2 separate regions of the Ovis aries genome follow, and region 1 is linked to region 2. Evidence: chromatin contacts called from public Hi-C data. All regions are on one chromosome and are shown on one strand. Each heading gives the region's core, a stretch centred on a gene start, on an enhancer-like site or on the middle of the called end of the contact. The rest is flanking DNA. Distances are from core to core; before and after follow the strand shown. Region 1 overlaps HS2ST1 (heparan sulfate 2-O-sulfotransferase 1). Region 2 has its middle 55 kb from the start of SELENOF.

Region 1 (6,410 bases), core at 1,807-4,306, 210 kb after region 2:
CAATAGGTAGTAATTACAAAGTTGGAATTTGACCAGGATGTTCAGGATGACATTCCTACTTTTAGATAGTGAAAACAAGTTCTTTTGTGATCACATTTAATCATAATGTTGAGATTACTCTTATTAAGAATATAAGTCTAGATATAGTGTTAGTGAGAGGGTGCTTTCTCAGCTTTTCCTATTGCACTGGTTCAATTCTGGTTCAACTAGCAAATAAATCACAACACCACTCCCTACATTGCTTGTGTTTTCCCTAAAGGCCTCTTCTGATTACTTGCTAGCCTAACTCTGCTTAAGAGTTATAAAATCTGACAAAAATCACAGTTTAAAATTTGCTCCAGGCTAGCCATAAAACATCTCTTTTTCCTGTGTTGTTATCTAACTACTATTTCTGGAACACCTTCTTGCTAGCCTTTTGCAGTCAGAGTATGGAAAATCTCTTTGAATAAACTTGCTATGGTGACTTTATTTCTTTTCCCCAAGAGTTTTCAGCGTTTTCAGATTCAGCCTCATTTGACACTATTAGTTTAGCTCCTTTTTGCCCCCTCTCTTTATCTTTCATTAGTGCCAAGTATCGTAGTCAGTAAGACTCCATAAAATGAACTGAGTAGAAGCTTGCCCACCTGATCTACGTCCCCCCTTACTATCTATCTATCTACATCTCCCCTTACTATCTCCTCCTGTCTATCCCAGAGCTTTATCTCACAGTCTTGGGCAGAATGCACCACTGTAGAGGAAAACCAGAAGAAAAACTGAAAGGCAAGTGGAAGAGAAGAGACGAGAACACAGAAAGTGACAGGGCAGGGCCTGCAGCTAGACTGATGAAAGGGCGTAAGCAAATATGACCGATGAGAGGCAGGGAAAATTCTGGAGAACTCAGAGGATAAAAATTAAATGTGGCTAAATTAATACTTTGAAAGGAAAACTTTTAAAAAGTATGTTCTTCAGAGGGCATTAATTAGGTTTTTATGTCCTGGGAGATTACTTTTGAAAAGGAGATTAGGATGGTGTAGAATTTCAGTCATATATAAATGACACTTATAAATGCTCAGACTTTTCTCCAGATTAGTGTGAACTACCACTTTAACCTTATTGACAGTATTTGTTTACTTAGCACTTTTTGCTTCCCTCTGAAGGGAAGGTAAATCTCAGCTCAGCATCTTTGAATTTATTGCAAATCAGCCACAGCTTTATTAATGAGATTTTAACAGATTGCCTTAGTTAAATGTTGATTAGATGAAAGAAAAAAATACATTCACATATATATTAAGTTTGTAGCTTTCAGTATTCTCTTAGTTGGAGATTAGAGGAAGATTCTGTGTGTTTGGAGACTAGCAATAGTAGAGTGTAGGGAATTCCCAGATGGTCTGTGCTCCCAATGCAGGGGGCATGGGTTCGATCTCTGGTTAGGAACTAAGATCCCACATGCTATGCAACACGGCCAAAAAATTAAAAAATTAAAAAAAAAAAAAAGACTGTAGAGAATTTAGTAATGTACCTGAATATGCCTCAGAATGTATTTGGTATAATAAGATTCAAAGTCCTACATTTAGCCTGGGTCTCTTAGTTTTGACCAGCATTGTTCAGCAACCCTTGAGGTTACCCAGGACAATAAAAAGGCAAGACTAAGTCAGTGGCCATTGTCAAAAAATGGTTATTCAGTACAAGAGATAGTGCACAGAGTAGATTGGAAGTTGAGATTATAATGAATGTAAGCAGGAAGATATACAGTTGAGAGAGATATATCAACAGAGCTTTGAGATCTTGGAGATTTGACTGTCTGGATCTCAGGGATTTCCTGAGCATTGGACAGAACCTGAAATTCTCAGTGTCCTAGTCTGTTGATCAGTATTATGATGTCAAAGATATCTGTCTGCTTCTCTTTCAAGTCTTCTAGTCCCCAGACCTCTCCAACCTTGTTTAAATTGGACAATAATAGATTAAAGAAATTAGCCAGTGGTATAGAAGGATGCTGCCGCTGCTGCTGCTGCTGCTAAGTCGCTTCAGTCGTGTCCGACTCTGTGCGACCCCATAGACAGCAGCCCACCAGGCTCTGCCATCCCTGGGATTCTCCAGGCAAGAACACTGGAGTGGGTTGCCATTTCCTTCTCCATGCATGAAAGTGAAAAATGAAAGTGAAGTCACTGAGTCGTGTCCAACTCTCGGCGACTCCATGGACTGCAGCACACCAGGCTCCTCCGTCCATGGGATTTTCCAGGCAAGAGTATTGGAGTGGGGTGCCATTGCCTTCTCTGATAGGATGATTGGACCCAAAATCGGAGCTATGTGGTTCTTGGACTTCAGTTTCTGTAACATAAAGAGTACAAAATATCGAGGCCCCTTCTACCTCTAAAGTGCTGATTCTGCAAACAGGAAAGTTTGAGATCGGTGACAGCAGTGGATGCCTCTTGCCTTGTTCTGTTCTGCCTTCACCAGAGTACCCTGAGTCCAATGGAGGCACAGCCCTTTTATTTATTTTATTACTTTCTGTGTTCCTTGGAATGCTTTGGTTCCAGAGTGCTTCAGGCATCACTGTGTGGGCAGATGGAGGAGACTGAGTAGGCGGGGGCATCCTGTTTTATATGTTGTGGTAGCTTGTGTGTGTGTGTGTGTGTGTGTGTGTGTGTGTGTGTGTGTGTATGATCTGTATATGTGATAACATTTATACCACTGTTTTAGTTCAGCATACTTTTTTTTTTTCCATATCATGAAAGCAATAGCTGAGAGAGTATATCCTTGTTAAAGAGCCTCTATAGACCTCAGGCCTCCTTTGCAGGCAGTACAGAACGAGCTTCATGTTGATAAAACCAAGAGCTGGGTCCTGGGTCCACACATGCTAAAGGCTTGCTCCTCAGTGTCACCTGCTGACCTGGCCATGCTGTGGAAACTTTTTAGAAGTGCAGAATCTTGGACCCCACTCCAGACCTGCGGAGTCAGAGTCTGCATTTTAACAAGAGGTGGTAAAATGCAGGTGATTCATTTGCACACTGAGTTTGGGAAGCCCGGTAGCAGTCCAGGTCTCATCCAGCTTCAGGGCTTTTCACCTCACATTACAGAGCACGCAGCAGATGGAGTGTGTCTTCAGGAGAATTTAGTTTGATCTTGACCATCCTTTGGAAGGGTGGAGGGAAAAAGGATACTTGAAGTTTATACGTGTCTTTCATCCCAGTGTACTATGATCCTCTAACATTTGGCTTATATAACAGTGTTTTCTTAGGTTTCAATCTGTCATTCCCTTTCATTTCCCTCTTATACCATCACATCCATTTAAATCTCAGCTTCTGAAGAGCTCAGCTGTAAGTATCTTAAGCACCCTTGAACCACCATCTCCCATTCCTAGTCTCTTTGTCTTGTATTTCTTCCTCATTTGGGACTGAAATACTGAAAATTATTTTCACAGAACCAAAAGCTTATATAATTCACCATTAAGTAGAAATTATAAGGGTTTTTCATATTCAACATGTAAACTTTTTTAAGGATTCAGTTTATGGATTAAGTAGTATTTTATTTTCTGTTTCTTTTTCATTTGCCATTTGATATTTTTATTCTGTTTGATATCTTGAAGAACAAATAGGAAAGAACCTGAAATCTCAAGTCACATGTTTATTTGGCTCATTCGTTTTGGTGGGGACAATTTGTAAATATCTGCTGAAATAATATAATTGTGTACTCTCTAATACAACATAATTTTGTTATCTACATCCAATTTTCAGATTTTAATAATGTGTATGTGTAAAATAATAACATAAGGTTCTTTTCATTTCCCCTCCAAAAACTCCATTGTTTCTAACTCCATTGTTAGTATTTGAGTTATAAATTGAGTTATAAATCCTCCTTCCAGAATCTTCCATCTTGCCTTAGTTCACATCCTCTGACATAAGGCTGCTTCTGCAGTTTCCCTACTCTGTTCCTACCAGTGGGCCTTATCCAGGAGCCATCATTCATGGCTATTAATTTATTGACTAACCTGGTAAGAAGTGCTCCAGAATATCACCATGTAACTAACTGTTATAAAGTGTAAGTGAAGGACTGATGAATTGTCAGAAGTAGGTGATTGACAGTTCTGTGTCAGGGGCTGAGGTCGCAGCTTACAGGGGCTTTCCCTGCAGAGGGTGGTGGGCCGCCACCCCCAGCCATCCCCACACTGTCTCTAGTCTCCAGAAGAGATTCTTAACCACTTGCTGTTGATCCTGCAGAGATTTGATTATCAGAAATTTATATTATTTTTCTTTGAAGAATTATGTATCATAATTCTTATAATTCTGTTTTGTAGTTGGTTTATCAAGTTCTGTATTAACCAGTTCTTGAAACTTTAATATTTATACTTAAACTGTTGTATTAACTAATATTTTGTATACTTTTAATTCTAGTAGATTAAAATAGTAATATTTAGATATTTTTTAAAATTTATCTTTTAGCTTTTTTATCAACAAGTTGATGATATCTGCTCAACCATATGATATCTGCTCTTAGTGGTTTAAAGTCTTCTGATACTCATCTTTTCTTCACTCATTTGGTTTTAGGATTAGTTGATATTTGTTTTATTTGTTAGTCATTAGAAATGTGAATTTTTATGAATAACGAGTCTCTAGGAAGAAGAGATTTGCATAGACTATCCCCATATTGAATTGCTACCTGCTTCAGCTTGTGTGTTTGTATACCCTCCCCCCCACCATATAAATGTACTCACTGTACAGTATTGTAAATGGTTGCATTGTGCAATTTTGTTTTCAAGATCCTCTTTCACTCTTTTCTAAGAGTGGTGACAGTAGCTTCTCTATGATGCATTAGTAATTACAGGTCACACTATGCTTTTCTTAGTTGAAGCCTGTATTTCAAACTCCATAATTGTCAAAGTGGTGTGATCAGCTTTAAATGCCTAAATGAAAAGCATTTTGCTATCACAAAATTTTATTTTCTTTAAATTGTACTTAAGTAATGAGTATGTTCTCCTTTTTTAGGTGCGCTTTGTAAAGAATATAACTTCCTGGAAAGAGATGAAACCAGGGTTTTATCATGGGCACATTTCTTATTTGGATTTTGCAAAGTAAGTTATACCCAAAATTATACACGAAAGAATGCTTTGTACTTTAGCAACCTAAGAAGAGATAAAGTTATTAAATACTTGTGATTTTGGTTTCTAGAAGAGCACTGGCTTGTGCTTGCCGCTTTAGATATGGAATGTAAATATGCCTTCTAGTGTTTTACTGCCCTCTAGTGTTCATGAATTGATGATTGTCAGATTAACTTTAGAAATTTAAGGCAGATAAATTTAGGTAATGCCCTTTAAACTTATTTATCATTATATTTCTGCTTCATGTGCAATCAAATAACACTATTTCAGGAGAGTTCCAAGTTTTAACCTAGAAGCCAGTCGAATTATGACCTACCACATCATTGACTGAGAACAGAGAAAGCAAAGAAGCCGTTACTCACTTATTCATAACCTGAAGTGTCTGCTTCTCAGCCAAGACACACTTCCCCTCTGACTACCTTGTTTTAGCTTTACAATTGAGTTATGAAAAGACTTTTTTTTTAAGTGATTTTTCTTTATAGTGATTTGCCTGAAACTGGACCTAAATAACTCTAATTTTCCATGTTTTGGGGGAAGCATAGGATCAAGGTATTCCTGTCATAACTCTTTCCAGAAAAGTTAATAAAGTATAGGCCTTTGTACAGTATCCAAGCACTATGTGCCTCCCCCTAGAGTTTGTGCCACAGTAAGTACTAATCAGAAGACTGATTAAAAGGAATATTCTAAATATGTATAGTTTGGTGAATCTATTTAAATATTTTTTTGTAGCACATAGAGTTATTATTGTTGGAAAACCTCAAATGCAAATCTATCCCCTAATAAAACTATTCCAAAAACATTAAAAATGTTTTTAAATATTATTTTTTGTTAGGTGGACCAGTTTTAATGTTTTTATTGAACTTGTTAGAGTATTGCATCTGTTTTATTTTTTTGGCTGCGAAGCGCGTGGAATCTTACTTTCCAGATAAGGGACTGAACCCACATTCGAAGGCAAAGTCGTAGCCACTGGACTGCCAGGGAGGTCCCCTACTTTTAAATTATTTAATCTTAGATGTGTTTGCTCAGTCATTTCTTTAGCAGTCATGACTTCAGAGCAGTATATCCCCTTGTATTTGACAACTTCAAAGAGCATTCTGTGTAAAATCCAAAAGTTAAATTGATGTCCCACTATCATTTCAACTTTTCAAATTTGAAAAGAAAAACAGTTGAATGAAATGTTGCAGATTCACATTGATAATAACTCTTAACTTTCTTGGAAAGCAAGTAATTGAAAGGAATCTCCCAAATGTTACACACATGAAACAGCATATTCTCGTTTCTGGTTCCTCCTACAGCACTCAGGGTCTTTCGGTAAAATATTAGCTTTAAAGTTAGA
Region 2 (6,070 bases), core at 1,728-4,227:
CTATAAACCTTCGTCTCTTTCCAATTTAAACCATGCTCACGGCTCATCTGACGGCATGAGTGTGGCTGGTGAATACAGACAAAATGAAAGGACTTGGATTATCTACAAAATACAAGGATACCCACCACTCCTAAACAGTTACAGACTCAGGCTTTAGGGATGTTAACTCAGGGACAGGCTTGCAAATTGGACGTGGCCAGTTACTTGGTGGCTCAGACGGTAAAGAATCTGCCTGAAATGTAGGAAACCAGTGGTTTGATCCCTGGCTCGGGAAGAAAATGGCAACCCACTTCAACATTCTTACCTGAAGAATGACATGAGCAGAGGAGCTTGTTGGGCTACAGTCCGTGGAGTCACAAAGAGTCGGGCACGACTGAGCGCCTAAGCACACACACAGTTACCTGGAAGCGTTTGCTTGGGGCCTGTGGTAACTATGGTAACAGAGAAATAACAGAGTGCCCTTGGACTTCTGTCCTCAGCTGTGGAAGGTTGCAGTGTGATGGAACAGTTGCGGCTTGCATCCTACAGTGCCTTCCAACAGGCGGAAGATGTCACAACAGGCGCACCCGAGCCATCAAGCAACCAGAAGAAGCAGTGTTCAGGCTCTAGTGTTAACAGCTGTGCATGACACACACGGCACCCATCGGTATTGACAGTGACCAAGGATCCCAGTTTGCCGGCCATGAAGGCCATTCCCATCGGGGATGGGCTGATAAAAAGTCATATACTAGTGTTTCCACCTGCCTCACCACCCTGCTGCTCCCAGACTAATGGGAAGGATGAAGGGGCTACTTCAAGAACAGTGAGGCCCCCAACACATGGACACACACCAGGAGCAATTGTCCCAGTGCCTGCGCAGTGTTAACCCAGAGGCAACCAGCCCATGCCATCCAACTTCAACTGCTGCCCACCGAAGGACCACTGCCAACTGTGGGTCAGGGCAACAAATCACTTTTACCCTGGCCACAGGGTCTACACTGAGGGGAACACACCACAGAAAGGCCCTGGGGCTGGCAGGTAAGTCCCCATTGATTTGGGTTTGCTTCTTCATGAGGAATAGGATTAGAAAGAGACTTAACACGTTTCACCTATCTTCTACCTGGCCCGTCTGAGACTCCAAAGGTAGCTAATCCCGGCCCCTACTGGAGACAGGCACCACTGTACTGTGGTCTGTTGTTAAGCCACCTCTCCTGGATTCAGCCCTGGCTGTGGGCACTGAGGGTGGACAGGCAGGACGGTGCTGCTGGACAAAGCCCATGGGCAGGGGTGGTATGACCTAGAATGCTGTTACTGCTTGAAGTCTGGCTAATGGTTACAATCTTCCCTGTATTGTGCCTGTTAAATGTCTCCATTTCATCCCTAGTCTGATCAGAGGCTTGACTAGGATTTGAGGATTCAGGGATAACAGTGGCATCACTGTGAAATGAGTTTGTGCGGTCAGTAAGACACCCTTGTTATCCTCCTCTGGACTTCCATGAAAAAAATTGACCCAACAAGCACCTGGCTCCAAAGTTTGCCCATCTTTTTACTCTCTAGCTGTCTGTCTCTGGACTGCATTTGTGGTGTCTGGGTTGCAGTGCACCTCTACATACCTGAGCCCAGGGATAGCATGGAAAAGGGGCAGACCAAGACGGCAAGGAGATGTAGGGGTGGAAAGCATGGTCAGGTCACTCGAGACGACTGTTCTCTTGCTCTCTGCTCATTTCCTGCTCTGCCAGTTCCTGCTTCACTCACATGACTATCTAGCCTCTTAATTACAGGGCTTAATCAGTAACTGGTTACAGGCTTGCCCCCTGCGCTAGCTGCTGGTTTCCCCTCATAACAGATGAACCAACCTGACGTCAATTCACCTATAAATCGTAGTCCCCTTCTCCCCCAAGAAGCAGAGATTGCTGCCATGCCCTGCCTGCTGTCTGCTGACCATGGTGGGATATTGCTCCAGGACCCTTCGCTTTGGACACGTAAGATCCCTTATCCAAAAAGCCACTGATGTCCCTGTCACTGTCTCTGGGCTCTTTCTTTGGTCTTGAGTCTGGGCAACTACAAGGATTGTAGGCCAGGGACTGCACCCCAACAGATGCCAAGGTTATAAAAGTCAAAAAGTGAGGAATGTTCCAGATTGAAAGATACCAAGAGAACACGGCATGAGGAACAGCACCTGTCTTTGGATTAAGTCCATTGTTGCAGAGGAACCTCTGAGACAACTGGGAAAACTTGAACGGGGTCTCTGGGAGACCTGGGAGAAGGATATAGAAGACTTTTCTGAGTGTGGCTGTTTCACCAAACGTTCCTGTAAAGGATTGTTATGGTAATTCAGGTCTCATGGATGAAACAGTGTCAGGTTGGTGGGAGATGGAGATGGGTATAAAACATGTGGCTCTGGACAAGATGGCATACTTGTAGGATAGGAGGAGAGTTAGTGGAGGGGTTTCACCAGGACAGTGAAATGGAAACTCACTTCTACCTTCCTGAGTGGAAATCAGCCACCAACAATCTTTGCCTGAGCACCTTAGCTTTGAACCAAGGTCCACAGACTTGTCACGTTGGTCTGTCTGCTAAATTCACCTCTGGGGTAGCCCCTGAAGGTGTTTTGGGAAGCAGTTGTGAGAGACAGTTGGAGCCTCATTTGCTGCTGCTGCTGGGGCTAAGTCGCTTCAGTCATGTCTGACTCTGCGACCCCATGGACTGCAGCCCACCAGGCTCCCCCGTCCCTGGGATTCTCCAGGCAAGGACACTGGAGTGGGTTGCCATTTCCTTCTCCAATGCATGAAAGTGAAAAGTGAAAGGGAAGTCGTGTCCGACTCCCAGCGACCCCATGCACCGCAGCCTCATTTGGAAACCTTGAAAACATGGGTGTGATGACTAGATTTGGCCAGCAGATGGCAGCATGCAATTTCGGGGAAAGAATGCAAGACAACCCCAGCTGGGAGGTCCAACTGCGGCTTCACTGTCAGCCAGCTGAGGGCAAAGGCCTGCCGGCTCAGTGAGTTGTTGGCCTTCTCTGAATTAAAGGGCTCCTGCCAGACAAAACCTCAGGCAGGCCAACCTCACTCTGGAAATAATGGGAGAAAGAGGAGGAAAATCAAAAGAAAGTCTTCATTGTGTTCTTTAAAGAAAGAAGGCTTTATTTCATTCTAACAAGGCAAAAAAGGAAAGAGAGAAGCCATAATTTAACAGACCCTGAATCAGACTCCTTGAGGGTCCCAAACCTTAAAAGGAAAGAGTTGGACTCACAAGTCATGGGGCCTAAAGTGACATTAAGTATTTAGATAATAATAAAAATGAAGCTTTGATTTTTATCTGTAAAACAGGGATGGAGATTTGAGAATTGTATGAATATCTTTGGTGTTTAGAGCAGGGACTGGTACAAGTAAGTATTCAATAGAAATCAGCTCAATTATGATTTTCTGAACACTTACTATGGGCCAGGGATTGGACTGTTTCATGCTATATCCTGATTTCTTATACTATACTTGTACTATATATTTTATCTCAATTGTTTAAATTTAAAGCTTAGGAAACTTGTCATTTAAACATTTACTGACTGCCTTCTAGGGCCACTGTGGATTCAGCAGAGGTAAGGACAGACCTGTCCTTCAAGAACCAACTCTAGGGACTTCCGTGGTGGTCCAGTGGTTAAGAATCCACCTTGCAACACAGGGGATCAGGGTTCAATCCCTGGTCAGGGAACTAAGATCCCACATGCCGAGGAGCAACTAAGCTGGAGTGCCACAACTACTGATCAGGAGTCCATGTGCCGCAACGAAAGATCCCACATGATGCAAGTAAGATCCAGTGCAGCCACATAAATAAATATTTTAAAAACCCAACAGATTGAAAAAGAGAAAGAAAGAACCAACTCTACAGGTGGGTGCATAGAGCTAGTTAGGAAAAGAGTGAAAATTTAAAACCAAGACTGATTCAAAAACCTGCTTCTACTACCTTCCATAATAAAGAGACCTAACTTTTACAGATGCCTATTGTAACAGACACTTTACCTGTTCAATTTTCATATTGACCCAAACGAGGTAGCAATTGTCACCACTGTTTTACAAATGCTGCTGCTGCTAAGTTGCTTTAGTCGTGTCCGACTCTGTGCGACCTCATGGACGACAGCCCACCAGGTTCCGCCGTCCCTGGGATTCTCCAGGCAAGAGCACTGGAATGGGTTGCCATTTCCTTCTCCAATGCATGAAGAAATATTAAATGAATTCCTCAGTGGCCATAGTGATAAGGAGCAGTCAAGCTTTATGTACTTGAAGCCCATCTTCTTTGCATGGCAACACTCTAGATGATTCCAAGGATCAGAAGAGATCTATACCAGCAGCACCTCATTCTGTCCAAATGTGAATTCCAACACTGACAGGTCATGAAATCAGAAAGGTATCTTGGAGGTAAGGATCCTTCAAGTCTTCAGATTCAGGTGCTTTTTGTTTGCTTGCTTTGCTTTTGTTTTTTCTTTTGCATGTTGCTGAAGCAGCTTTGGGCTCCCCTGGTGTCTCAGACAGTAAAGAATCCACCTGCGATGCAGGAGATCTTAGCAGCAGGATTCAGAATTGAAAGATCCAAAACTGACACTTTGCTCTTTCATGAGCTGCACGATTGTAAAGCAAGTCATTTAGACTTTCTGGTACTCAATTTCCTCATGGAAGATAATATGTATGACATTGGAAAACTGAAGATTCAGTAAGATAGTTTATGTAAAACCGCTTTGTACAGCCTAAAGGGAAATTGAAGAATTACGTCAATCCTTGTCAAAAATTTTTCCTGTGAAATCTAGTTCAAGACTTGCTATTCAACATCCTTTGTCCTGGATTCAAACTATCTTCCTAGTCTTAACCCTTATGTTTTTAAGTAGAGGTAGGAATTCTAGTTTAAACTGGCTTAAGAGATAAAGGGAATTCATTGATGTCGTAATTAACTGGCTAATGGATTACTCACAGATTGTTTCAGCTTCAGGAGTGAATTGATCAGAAACGAGGTTTTATCTTTCTACCTTCGGGATGCCTTTCAGCTGTGCTGGCTTCATTCTTAGTCAAGCTCTGCCCTCATGGTCACGAGCTGGTTGCAGCAGCTCCTGTCTCTACATCCTCTTAATTTCAAATCCAGTGGAAAGAGACTTTACAGTTAAATTCTGGATAAAACTCTGTCACTTTCAACACATGTCTTGCCTCTGATTCTCACTGGTCCAAATTGAGTTACATGCCCATCATTGAATCAGTCACTCTGGGGCTAGATTATGCTGACTAACTGAACCCAGTTGGGACCCGAATTAGAAGCTGAAGGTTGTCAATCTCTTACTACTAATGAGATGGAGAAGGAAATGGCAGCCCACTCCAGTATTCTTGCCTGGAGAATCCCATGGACAGAGGAGCCTGGTGGGCTACAGTCCACGGGGTTGCAAAGAGTCAGACACGACTGAGCGACTTCACTTCACTAATGAGATAACTACAGGGAGGGGTTATTCTCAAAATACAATATGTCATATTATTTCCAGTAGAAAAAGGATGAATAATTGTGGCTGAGTGGCAAAAACAGAACTCTCACATGTCTGCAGTAGTCGGATTGAACTATTATACGGTGTCTGAAGCACATCCTGTAATTTCTGGCTGACAGGCCCATGGTCATGTTGTTCTCTTCATCTAGAACATTCCTCCAAGCTCTGTCAACCAATTTCTCCTTGGTTTCCACAAGTCTTAGTTTCTTTTTTAAAATTTTTCTATTGATTTTTTTTCTTTTTTAGTCTCTGCTTCATTTATTTCTGCTCTGATTTTTATGATTTAGTTCCTTCTACTAACTTTGGGTTTTGCTTGTTCTTTCTCTGGTTCCTTTAGGTATAAAGTTAGGTTGATGAGATTTTTCTTATTTCCTGAGGCAAGCTTGCATTGCTATAAGCTTTGCTCTTAGAACTGCTTTTGCTGTATCCTGAGAGGGTGTGGGGATGCCAGGCCACTGTTGGGAGGGGCCGGGTCCCTGGCGCTAAGATTAAAGAGAGTATTCCAAAATGGCTCTTTTAAGTACCAGTGTTACTGTGATTAAATATGCTCCCCAAAAGGGCTGCCACCAGCAT

The links. Hi-C and Micro-C count contacts between places; a contact is called where the count stands out from the background.
Region 1: a contact with region 2 is called in a Hi-C map of hypothalamus, with 7 times the contacts expected there. The contact joins two enhancer-like sites. A contact is called at or near these places in 11 of 16 Hi-C or Micro-C datasets (blood, hypothalamus, liver and 6 more).

Annotation. Positions count from the first base shown.
Region 1 is chr1:64,164,940-64,171,349 of ARS-UI_Ramb_v3.0, forward strand. It overlaps HS2ST1 (heparan sulfate 2-O-sulfotransferase 1), which reads left to right. Exons shown (of 7, transcript XM_012175327.5): 3 at 4,962-5,047. Among named protein-coding and RNA genes, the nearest start is that of HS2ST1, 160 kb to the left of the region's middle. Within about 2 kb of position 3,057, at least 3 of the 54 cell types and tissues checked have an H3K27ac peak or open chromatin away from gene starts, as enhancers often do. A contact at or near this core is called in hypothalamus, where this site is marked.
Region 2 is chr1:63,950,059-63,956,128 of ARS-UI_Ramb_v3.0, forward strand. No RefSeq gene overlaps it. Among named protein-coding and RNA genes, the nearest start is that of SELENOF, 55 kb to the right of the region's middle. Within about 2 kb of position 2,978, at least 9 of the 54 cell types and tissues checked have an H3K27ac peak or open chromatin away from gene starts, as enhancers often do. A contact at or near this core is called in hypothalamus, where this site is marked.